Regions from separate parts of the Mus musculus genome. Here region 2 is linked to region 1. Evidence: chromatin contacts called from public HiCAR-type data. All regions are on one chromosome and are shown on one strand. Each heading gives the region's core, a stretch centred on a gene start, on an enhancer-like site or on the middle of the called end of the contact. The rest is flanking DNA. Distances are from core to core; before and after follow the strand shown. Region 1 overlaps Notch2 (notch 2). Region 2 overlaps Phgdh (3-phosphoglycerate dehydrogenase).

Region 1 (5,658 bases), core at 2,435-4,934:
CAGTAGCGGTCCCTGCCCTCCATGGTTCTGGCTGGTCGGTGAGCGTTTCTCCCCCTGGCCAGCTGCCCCTGCCAATTGCAGACCTCGAGGAAGCTCGAGGGAATGAATATGTGAGAAACATTGTCATGCGGAAATTATGAACCTGGGACAATGACACTGGTGGCTCATGGGTAAAAGTATTTACCATGAAAGCCTGACCACCTGAGTTCAAGCCTCAGCGTCCATGTCAAAGTTGGACAGAGTCGTCCTCTGGCCTCCACATACGTGTTATGGACATGCACACGCACGCACATGTGCTCATACATACCATACCAGTAATTTATGTGCTAAGGCATATGTGCACATATCATATACATACAATAAGATAAATAAATATTTAAGTGATTTTAAATTATGGGCTGGAGAGATGCTCAGTGGTAAGAGCACTTGTTGCTCTTACAGAGGACCTGCACCCACATGGTGCCTTACTACCTCAGTGCCAGGGGCTCCAACACCATTTTCTGGCCTGTATGAGCACTGTATGCTCATGGTTCAAAAATACATGTAGGCAAAACACTCGTACTCATTAAATAAATCCTTAAGTTTTTTTCAACTGAAAATGCAGATTTCAAAGAAAAGGAAGGATTTTGCAGTGCTTCATATACAGCATACTGAGAAAATTAAACAAATTGGATTTTAGGGGGATAGAAAAATAGTATCTGTCTTAGTCACTGGTCTGATGTTGTGAAGAGACACTGTGGCAGAGAGAGATAGAGAGACAGACAGACAGATAGACAGACAGAGACAGACTGGGCCTGGCATGGGATTTTGAAACCTCAAAATGCATCCCCCAGTGACACACTTCCTCCAATAAGAACCACCTCCTAATCCTTCTCAAATAGTGTCGCTTCCTGTTAACTAAGCATTCAAATCTACGAGTTGGTGGGGGCCATTCTTATTCGAACCACCACAGTATCCGACAGCAGACTGTGGGGAACTACTATAATTCCTGTCTTACAGGCAGATTAAAATATTGTCTGTCTAGTTTGAGATGTCATAATTGCACTTAAACTCAAGCAGAAAAGTTTGTCAGTTTGAGGAAGAGCCTCAGGGCAGAAGGCAGCTGCTTCCCTACACTCTTCACATAGCTGGTGCTGTCATGTAAAACCTGTCATAGTTCTACAAGCACGGAGAGTCCACAGCCCACAGCATGATGGCGGTCAGCAGAACTGTTCCTGTAATGGGTTAATTTGAATGTGTTTGCAATATTCCCTCCCTACAGATGGGTGTACTCCACTGATGCTGGCTTCTCTCCGAGGAGGCAGCTCAGACCTGAGTGATGAAGACGAAGATGCTGAGGACTCTTCTGCCAACATCATCACAGACTTGGTCTACCAAGGTGCCAGCCTTCAAGCACAGACAGACCGCACTGGCGAGATGGCCCTGCACCTTGCAGCCCGCTATTCGAGAGCTGATGCTGCCAAACGCCTCCTGGATGCTGGTGCGGATGCAAATGCCCAGGACAACATGGGCCGATGTCCTCTTCACGCTGCGGTGGCAGCAGACGCCCAAGGTGTCTTTCAGGTAAAGAGCCAAGAGTTGGTTTGAATCTGAAAGATGAGGTGGCTCAGTGGGTAAGGTGTATCGTGGTAAATCACCATGTTTACGGCAACTTATAATAGAGCAAGTCTAGTGGAGCCTATGCTTTCAGAAGATCAGAGTCCATCATGGCAGAGTGAGAACACCGGGCTGGGGGAAGGTGTGGGGGCTGTGGGGGCCAGGAACAGCTGAGAGCTCACATCTTGAACCACAAATGGGAGGCGGAGAGCTACTGGGAGTGGCACACATTTTATTTCAAACCTCAAAGTACGTCCCTGTGACATACCTCCTCCAACAAGGCCATACATCTTTCCCAAATGGCCACCAGTCTAAATCAAATGCCCAAGACTTAACTGGGGACATCTCATTCAAAACACCACAGGTGTTTGCCACCAATCCCGAGAACCCAAGGACCTAGGACCTTCAGCCCCTAGGACCCACATAGTAAAAAGAGAGAACTGATCCCTGAAGGTTGTTCCCAAACCTCTGTGTGTGTACCATTGCACAGACATGCCTGCACACGCACAAAATAAAATAACTATTACAGGCCTGTGGTGGTTCAGCTTAACTAACACACTTACCCGCTCATTGAATTCATTCAGAACTTCTGAATGAGTGTTATGCGGGACAGAAAAGGGGGGAAGGCCAGCTGACCTACTGTGAGTAGCCAGAGAAAAGGGGGAAGGCCAGCTGACCTACTGTGAGTAGCCAGAGAATGATTCAGTCAGCAACAGGGTTCTGAATCTAATCAGCAATATTTTGATGTGCAGTGATGCCTCGCAGATGGCGGTCATATGGGAGTAGTAAATGACCCAACTCCTTGGATTACTGTTAACTCTCTGGATAGCTCTGCCTGTCTGTGGGCCCACGGCTCATCCCTGACATGAGTGGGCAGTGTGTTCCTTGATACTCGTATTTTAACCTGAAGAGGAAATTGGAAACATTCTAGCTGTATGCATGATTGAAGTTGTGACACCTGTACATACCTTTCCCTATATAGTGGTTCATTCACTTATTCAGCAAATGCCTAATGATTAGCCATTATAGCTCCTAGGGCATAGAATAGCCTGCCTCCCAGGGACACCTCATTTGGAGTGCTCTTATTTCATTCTTTTTCCTTATCTAAGGGACACTTCTCTGCTTCTCTTCTAGATTCTGATCCGCAACCGTGTAACCGATCTGGATGCCAGAATGAACGATGGTACTACCCCCCTGATCCTGGCTGCCCGCCTGGCTGTGGAAGGAATGGTGGCAGAGTTGATCAATTGCCAAGCAGATGTCAATGCAGTGGATGACCATGGTAGGGACAAGGATGTGGCTCCATCTGCAGAGAGCGTCTCTACACAAGAGACTTGCTACCCTTCTGAGAGGACTTTCTCAGATCTGAAACTGGACAGTCCCTTGTCCTTCCCCATCATTTGCACATCCTTCAGTCTGCGGGGCTCAGAGACTGAGGTGATAGGAGCCCCACATTAAGATGAGAGGGGGCTTTAGTTGTAGTTTTTTTCAGTAAGAGGGTTCTTGGACCTCAAAGAATGTTCTTGAAAAGTTTGCCTGTGGGTTCCTAGTCATAATCACTCTTACTGTGGGAGTGGATTCACTGGGGGTTATGAGATATCCTCAATATGTACTTGGTGTATAGTAGCATGTTTGCTATCTTCAGTTTGTGAAGCTTGGGCATGTGGAGGGCATGGATGTCCCACACCAGGGATCCTGTTAGCTAGAGGCTCCCAGCCTGTGCCAAAATATTCTGAGAACACAAGGAAAGGAAAATACAAGTGTGCTTTCCTGTGGGCTCTCTTGGCCCCTGACCTCATGCTGCTCTCTGGGGAGTTCAAGGTTTCTTGAAAAAAACAAAACAACAGCACAGCACTTTCCTTAGTGTCTTACTTACAAAATGTTTCCCCTGCAGGAAAATCTGCCCTCCACTGGGCAGCTGCTGTCAATAATGTGGAGGCGACTCTTCTGCTGTTGAAGAATGGGGCCAACAGAGATATGCAGGACAATAAGGTACAGCTCTTAGCTCAGAGCCTGAGTATGCTCACAGCAGTGTCTCTCTCACTTAGGAGGACAAATGGGGAAGCTTGTGCGGGAGCTGGGTCCAGAGAGCCTGAGGGAGGGAGGATGCAGGCCTTGTTGGGAGGCAGCCCCTGGTTGTCCGGTGCTCACTGCACTGCCCTGGGAATCACTTGGCGCACTCCTTCCTGCCTTTTTCCTTCAGCAGTCTGTCTGCTCTGGGAGGTGCTTACCGACCTCTCTCACGTTCCTCCCTTCTCTCTGTGCGGTAGTTTGTTTCTCTGTTCTTGGATACCGAGGTACACTTGTGTTTGAGCTGCCTGTCGTGGCCCCGTGGCCCCGCTCTTGTTGTGGCTCCCCTCCTCTCCTTACCCCTCCTGTTGTGCCCCCCTCCTTTCCTCACCCCTCCTTTATTCCTCTTGCACTTACTGTTTTCCTTCTTCTCCTCAAGCCCCACCCCCACCCCGCGCCCCTGCCATCTCATGTTCTGAATTCTTTGTACACTTTGGCTTCCCTCCTCTTTCTTATTGGTAGCCCAGTTTCCCCTTGGCACTTCGTGTTGACAAGCCCATCTCTTTTCAGTGAGGCTTTGGCTCTGAGGCTGTCTAAAAAGCTGGTGGTCCTGGGAGCAGACTGGGTTCTTTGGAATAGAGAAGATCGCTGTGGAAGTCAAAGATACACAATATGTAGAAAATGATACTGTCTGTCTGTGGCATTTTATAGAGGAAGCACTTAGGAAAAGCACTAAAAAGGTTATAAAAGAGTAAAGGTTAGAAACAATCCTGTGTTCTCTGGGTATTAAAATGTATTCTACGGTCTTTCTTCAGGAAGAGACACCTTTGTTTCTTGCTGCCCGAGAGGGAAGTTATGAAGCGGCCAAAATCCTGTTAGACCATTTTGCCAACCGGGACATCACTGACCACATGGACCGCCTTCCCCGGGATGTGGCTCGGGACCGCATGCACCATGACATCGTTCGCCTCCTGGACGAGTATAACGTGACTCCCAGCCCTCCGGGAACGGTCTTGACTTCTGCGCTCTCACCTGTCCTCTGTGGGCCCAACAGGTCTTTCCTCAGTCTGAAGCACACCCCAATGGGTAAGAAGGCTAGGCGGCCCAACACCAAGAGCACCATGCCCACGAGCCTGCCTAACCTTGCCAAGGAGGCCAAGGATGCCAAGGGCAGCAGGAGGAAGAAGTGTCTGAACGAGAAGGTCCAGCTGTCCGAGAGCTCAGTGACTCTATCCCCCGTCGATTCGCTCGAGTCTCCTCACACGTATGTCTCCGATGCCACATCCTCTCCCATGATCACATCCCCTGGAATCTTACAGGCCTCGCCCACCCCCCTGCTGGCTGCTGCCGCCCCGGCTGCCCCAGTGCACACACAGCATGCGCTGTCTTTCTCTAACCTTCATGACATGCAGCCTTTGGCTCCTGGAGCCAGCACCGTGCTCCCCTCGGTCAGCCAGCTGCTATCCCACCACCACATCGCGCCCCCAGGTAGTAGCAGTGCAGGAAGCTTGGGCAGGTTACATCCAGTTCCTGTCCCAGCAGACTGGATGAACCGTGTGGAGATGAACGAGACCCAGTACAGTGAAATGTTTGGCATGGTCCTGGCTCCTGCAGAGGGAGCCCACCCTGGCATAGCAGCTCCCCAGAGCAGACCTCCGGAAGGGAAGCACATGTCCACCCAGCGGGAGCCCTTGCCTCCCATCGTGACTTTCCAGCTTATCCCAAAAGGCAGCATTGCCCAGGCAGCCGGAGCTCCCCAGACGCAGTCCAGTTGCCCTCCAGCTGTTGCAGGCCCCTTGCCCTCTATGTACCAGATCCCAGAGATGCCCCGTTTGCCCAGTGTGGCTTTCCCACCTACCATGATGCCCCAGCAGGAGGGGCAGGTAGCTCAGACCATTGTGCCAACCTATCATCCTTTCCCAGCCTCTGTGGGCAAGTACCCCACACCCCCTTCCCAACACAGTTACGCCTCCTCAAATGCTGCTGAGCGAACCCCCAGTCATGGTGGTCACCTCCAGGGCGAGCACCCATACCTGACACCATCCCCAGAGT
Region 2 (5,974 bases), core at 2,586-5,085, 170 kb after region 1:
GAAGTAACTGCATGCCCTCAGCCCCCTGGCATGCTTCTTCAGGGTCTGGGTACTCAGGCCAGTGGACATGGTACCCCTGGCTGTGCCTGTCCCTGGTAATTCCAGTGTTTGGGATTTAACTGTCCTGCCCAACTTCACATTTTCTCCCCAAGAGTCAGGTGCCAAATAGGTGACAGGGTAAGACAGCCTTGTACAGGAAGAAGGGACCACCGGACTCCATCTGCAGAATGGTGGACCCACTACCAAGAAGAAAGCAGAGTTGCATGCAACTACAGGTTCATAATCAGACCCAAACAATTTTGTTGCATAATTTAAAATCTCTCTACAGATCCCAATGTCTTTTAACATGAAACTATCTGGTTGGGCTGGTGACAGGGTTCAGTGGTTAGGAGCACTGACTGCTCTTCCAGAGGTCCTGAGTTCAAATCCCAGCAACCACATGATGGTTTACAACCATCCCTAGCAAGATCTGACACCCTCGTCTGGAGTGTATTTACATATAATAAATAAATAAATAAATAAATAAATAAATAAATAAATCTTTTTTTAAAAAAAGAAAGAAAAGAGAAACTCCCTGGTCTCTCTTGCATGGAAAACATGCATATCCTAAAAACATTGCATAACTGTTATCTGTGACAATTAAATAAGTTTTCCCAGGGAATTTGTATCCCACTTACACACTTCCTTTGTCCACCTCCATAGTGGGTGAGTTACACCCAGAGCAGGATCCAAGTCCCCTGAATCTGCCACTAGATCTGCCATGAGCATTGGGCATACCCAGCAGAGATAAGTCCACATCCCCACTTCCCTGTCCCTAGGCAGTGCCCCTAGCTCCTGCTGTGGACCTGACCAGACCTCTGCTCACCTTGTGTAACCACCTGGATGGTCCCTTTAGGGGAGCCAGCCCAGGCGTGCATCAGCGTGCCCATTGCTTCTGCCAGACCAATCCAAGGCTTGGTGTGTGGAGAGAAGGCACTGGTGAGGGCCTGGGCGTTCACCTGCAGAGAGATGAGGATTAAATCAGGGCACACTTGCTCGAATGAACAGCTGAACCAGTGTTGTGTGGCCAAGGGTCAGCTTGGCATGGATAGGCAACTAAGGTTGTGGATGATGATGACCACCAACCATCAAGCAGGGAACAGGGACTTGTCCCTGTAGGTGAGAAGTACTAAATAGCCCTAAGAGGACACAGAAAGTTTCAACCACGCTACATGGCCAGAACAGGGGTAAGAAGCCTGGCTACCTTCATTGAGCAGCATTGGTACTGGCTCTCTCTGTGAGAGGTTGGCTTCTTGTGTGACAGAGAGGGGACAGCACAGTAAAACATGGAAGTCACTGATGGTGGGGGGGCGGAATGGTGCATCTCGGGGATGGTGATCGAATTTGCCGGTTTCCGTTTTGAGACAGGATCTCACTTCATAGTCTAGCCTGGTGAAACTCCAGCCTTACCTAACTCCTGAGTGCTAGGATTACAGGAGTGAGCCACCACATCTACATCGGGCTCATTTTATTATCTATTTTGATTATTTTAAGTGACTGCTCACATTTGTCGCTGAACACTATGCTCAGTTGCCATGACTTATAAACACATTCAGGCAGGTCTGATTATACTGTATTATGCTTCAAACATTCACCAGTGCCAAGATGCTGAGGCATGCTGGGAAATTGAGCATCTAGGGACAAGTAGAACATCCCTGGACATCCCAAGTATAGAGTCTCAAGGCACACACCTCCCCCCACCCACTCCCAGGGACCTCTAATAACAGAGCTTCTTTGTTCTGAGGTAAAATTCCTACTCCTTTTTGTGGTTACAGATGCTCTGGCTTCCAGCCAGGTGTTAACAATTTCTTTGCGGCTCCTTAGAAAGAATCCATCCAAGAAGGAGTTTAACTAGGAACCTGGGCTTTAAATCTGGGTTTGGTGGCTCCTGCGTATGATCTCTAGCAGTAAGAAGGCCAAGGGAGGAGGTTCTCTCTGTGTCCCGGGCCAGCTGTAGATTCAGAGTAAAACCCCATCTCTAAACACAAGCCAAACCCCCGCCCCACTGGCAAACGTACAAGAACTCGGGTTTGATGAAGAAAATCAAATAAGTGGCTATGAGATGAGAAAAAAAAACAATGCTTCTATTCTTGCTTTCAGTTATCATTAGACACGACTTTAGCGCTACTTGTAAAAACTGCAGGAGAGGAAGGAAGGAAAGTCAGAGGACGAGGAGGAGGAAGAGGGCTCAGACAGAGCAGATGTGCTCAGCTCAGAAGCCGCAGCACATCTCATTGTTGTCCAGTGAGCGGGGCCCACAGAGCCCAACCTGGGGATGTGCTCGCTGACTGTCGGTCCATGACAAAGATAAAAGGATGTGCAGTGGTCAGACTTGAAAATAAATAGGAAGATGCCAGGGTAGAGTCAGGCGCCTCTGGAAACCAAACTGGTCCTAATGCTCGTCTGTGCTATGGTCAGAGAACTGGAGAAGATGCAGGCATAATTAGGGAGAGATGTCCTCTTGTAATAAAAACATCTCTTTCCAAAGACTATCAGTAGCTTGGGGTGGTTCGTTCAACTTGCTAATGTTTATGGTGACTGAGAGATTTCATAGTTTATGTAAGATGGTAACACTCTGTCTTTGTACTCCATGGAGTTTGTGTGAAGAAGTTCCTGTCAGAAAGTCATGGGATCTCACCACCACCTCAGGGCAGGTGGCTACCTCAAAGGGATCGCAAGGAGGGGGCAGAAGCCTGCCTTTGAAAAAGCTGAGCAGGTCCTCTGTCAGATTGCCCAAAATGTGGGACGTTCATTAGCAGGGCATCAGCTGAGGCAGGAGAGGGGCTGTTTCATTTAGGCTTCCATTCTCTGGTTGGACAACTCAGCCAGGAGCCCAATCAAGGTCACCTGCTCAAAAACTCACTGGGAGGCCAGATGAACAGGAAAATGTGCTCTGGTCTCAGGGAGCCAATACAGTGTGCAGAGGACGGAGGACAAACAGGTCAATGCCATACGGTCACCACAGGCTCTGTAGGCTCTTACACCACAAGTGGCTCTCAAAGAGGCTAATCACCACAGACCAAATGGCATCCTGACTGTCTTGAGACAGAGAACTGAGCTGTCTAAATGGAGGAAGGAGGGCTGCGCGGAATCCAGCTAGTGACTATTTCCAGGCTGTGAGTCAGTTAGAAAGGCCATGGGTCCTCTCGCACATCCAGTTGGATCCACCGATTTTTGCAGAGTATTAAGTACTTGCTTGGTGGTCATTCACAGAGGCTGCAGAGAAACTTAGACAGCCTTTCAGTCTTCAGGGAACTTAGAATTCAGCTTTAACAAGTTAATAGACCTGTTATGTCGTATAAGGTGTGGACAGTGAGTGTGACAGGGCACACTTTTAACTCCAGCACTCAGGAGGTAGAGCTGGGTCTGAGGCCAGGGCTACATAGTGAGACCCTGCCTCACAAAAACACCAAACCAAACCAAAACCAATCAACCAAACAAACACAATCATAAGTAGAAAAAAAAAAAAAAAAACCCTGAGGCACAGCTCCAATGATTCAGAAAGCATTGAAAGAGGAAGCAAGCCCCCAGGAAGGATTAGGGCCAGAATGTGGGGGCATCTGGTATTCCCCAGACTAAGCAAGGGGCCAACTAACAGGGAAGGTTCACAGAGAAAGCGGGGTGAGTTCTGACTGAGGACATGATGTAAAGAATGCCTAGCACACCCACCTCCTCCATCTTACACACACACACACACACACACACACACTGAGCCTCTCTCTGTCACCCTAGCAACACCACCCCACTCCCAAGGCATGTGGACAACAAAGGAGCCTTTTTTTTCTGGTGGCTGAGCCTGGGAAGGGTCAAATCTCTGCAGCAAGGCTACAATATAACAGCTCAAAAACAGACTCCCAGCTCCAAGGTCTTAGCTATCAAGACTACAGAAGGGCTGCTCCATCCATCTATCCCAAGTGCCAACACAAGTACAGATTCCAACTCTTCAGTTCCCAGGGCTGAGCCTGTCCACCCCTAGCTGCTTCGTCTGTGCCTTTTCTCTTCCCAGACTCCAGGCCCCAGTCTCATGTTGCAATACTTACAACGCCTGTTAGAGATTTCCCCTTCACCATGTCCACAAACTGGACTGCGATTTCCTCCCCACAGCGGCTCTGGGCTTCCTTGGTGCTGGCACCCAGGTGGGGACAGCTGATGACATTCTCGTGGTCCACTAAGGCCCGGTCCCGTGGTGGCTCCTACCCAGAGAGATATCTCTAAGTTGGTTATGAACTGGCTATACACCCTCTGCTGTTGTTCCCACTGAACTTTGAGAATTGCAACCATGCGGATCCCAGCAGACAATGCAATGTTACTCATGGCAGAAGATGCTACTGCATAATTAGAAGACGGTCCTACACAGTGGAGCTTGTGACAGAGTTGAGAGACCCAGAAACACAAACCAAAACACTGTGCACCTTTGGCTGGGAACATCCCAGTGCTGTGGGGCTTCAGAGGGGGCCAGTGACTTGCCACGGCCTCATAGCTAGAACCCGCATTCAAGCCAAGGTCCACACTCTTTCCTCTGGGGCCACACCAAGGAACCCAGATGCTGAGATAACATCTCTGAGGAGAGAGGCCAATAGGACTGGTGCAAGTGCGTACTCAGCACTCTGTATGCTGAGGCTAAACCTTTGAACATGCTGGGACAAGAAAGAGTACACTCTGGGGACTTTGGGAGAATACTGTCATCATTCCTGGGCTTCTGAGCCTCCCTGGGAAGGGAAGAGGAAAAGAGGAAAGCTAATGGGTACCAGGCAGGCCATCTTCTTGGCCATATGGCTGACTTAAGTATCGGGAGTGGCACACAAACTCCCCTTGTCTTCTCCAAGTCATCAATACGGCAACAGCCTGACCAGGAACGGGTACTGTTTAACAGTTTAACCAGGAATGGGTTCTATTTAGGACCTTAGTTTTGCAGAAGGCAGCACAGCCTCTTCAAAACCGCAGGTGTGTTCTTGGCACACAGTGAGCTCTTGGGCTTCAAGATGGCGCACTGTCTTGCCCAAGGCCTTTGTGCTCCCCCCTCACCTTTACCCTCTGACCCCGACACAGAGGCTGCAAGCACTTACTTCTGTAAACACATCCAGTGCAGCCCCAGCACACTGACCAGACTGCAGGGCACGCAGCAGGGCACCTTCATCCACAATGCCTCCTCGAGCACAGTTCACTACTCGCACACCTTTCTTGCACTGAGCAAAGGTGCTGTCATTCAGCAAGCCTGGAAGAAAGAGGAGACTATTATGATGGCTCTTGACCCTCTCACTTAACAGGTCCCATAACTCACATCTCCCCAAAGGCCTCTTTCTCCTGGATAGCTACCTTGTTCTCACTTCTGTCTTCCTAGATGCTCTGGGATAATAGACCTTGTACTAGATGTGGGTTAGAGTCAAGAAGTTTAGGAAATGGTGCTTGGTGGTCCAACAAAATGCCCTGCAGGGTCCCATGAAGCCTCTACCCGGGATGCCAGTTGTACTACCTCAGTCTATTTAGACACCTGGCTTTTCCAGAGAGCTCACCCCTCCTCCATCTGAGGCAAGGACTTGTGACAAAGTATCATCATGCTCAGCAGGCCCCAGGCAGCTCCCTCCCTACACCTGCTTGATGATGTCTGCAGAAAACCCACACTGAGAGCCTACCTGTGGTAGAGGGCAGGAGTGGGGTATGGACAGTTATAAAGTCACAGAGAGGCCAGATCTCCTCCAGCGGCAGCTGCTGAACACCAAAGGAGGCGGCGACTTCAGGAGAGATGATGGGGTCATAGCCTACAGTCTGGTCAGAAGTGAGAGAAGGCAGAGGCATCTTAATATCAATAGCATCATTATCAGTAACTGCACCATCAGTAACTGGTGCCACACGAAACCTAACTGAATTCCCTACTGTAATTCTCAGAACAGTACAGGAGGCTTGGGGCTACGCTCCTGACGGGAAGGAGGCTTGC

What was found. HiCAR-type assays count read pairs that join an accessible place to other places.
Region 2: a contact with region 1 is called in a HiCAR-type map of astrocytes, with 2.0 times the contacts expected there. The contact joins two enhancer-like sites. A contact is called at or near these places in 3 of 484 Hi-C or Micro-C datasets (cortical neurons, double positive thymocytes and palatal mesenchyme), 1 of 115 datasets of contacts at active chromatin or transcription factors (astrocytes) and 3 of 9 other capture datasets (adipose tissue, embryonic stem cells and pancreatic islet).

The regions. Positions count from the first base shown.
Region 1 is chr3:98,141,632-98,147,289 of GRCm38.p6, forward strand. Notch2 (notch 2) reads left to right here. Exons shown (of 34, transcript NM_010928.2): 31 at 1,262-1,563; 32 at 2,731-2,878; 33 at 3,491-3,588; 34 at 4,422-5,658. Among named protein-coding and RNA genes, the nearest start is that of Adam30, 16 kb to the right of the region's middle. Within about 2 kb of position 3,685, at least 7 of the 459 cell types and tissues checked have an H3K27ac peak or open chromatin away from gene starts, as enhancers often do. A contact at or near this core is called in astrocytes, where this site is marked.
Region 2 is chr3:98,315,541-98,321,514 of GRCm38.p6, forward strand. Phgdh (3-phosphoglycerate dehydrogenase) reads right to left here. Exons shown (of 12, transcript NM_016966.3): 6 at 5,673-5,805; 7 at 5,106-5,254; 8 at 4,080-4,232; 9 at 866-998. Among named protein-coding and RNA genes, the nearest start is that of Phgdh, 21 kb to the right of the region's middle. Within about 2 kb of position 3,836, at least 72 of the 459 cell types and tissues checked have an H3K27ac peak or open chromatin away from gene starts, as enhancers often do. A contact at or near this core is called in astrocytes, where this site is marked.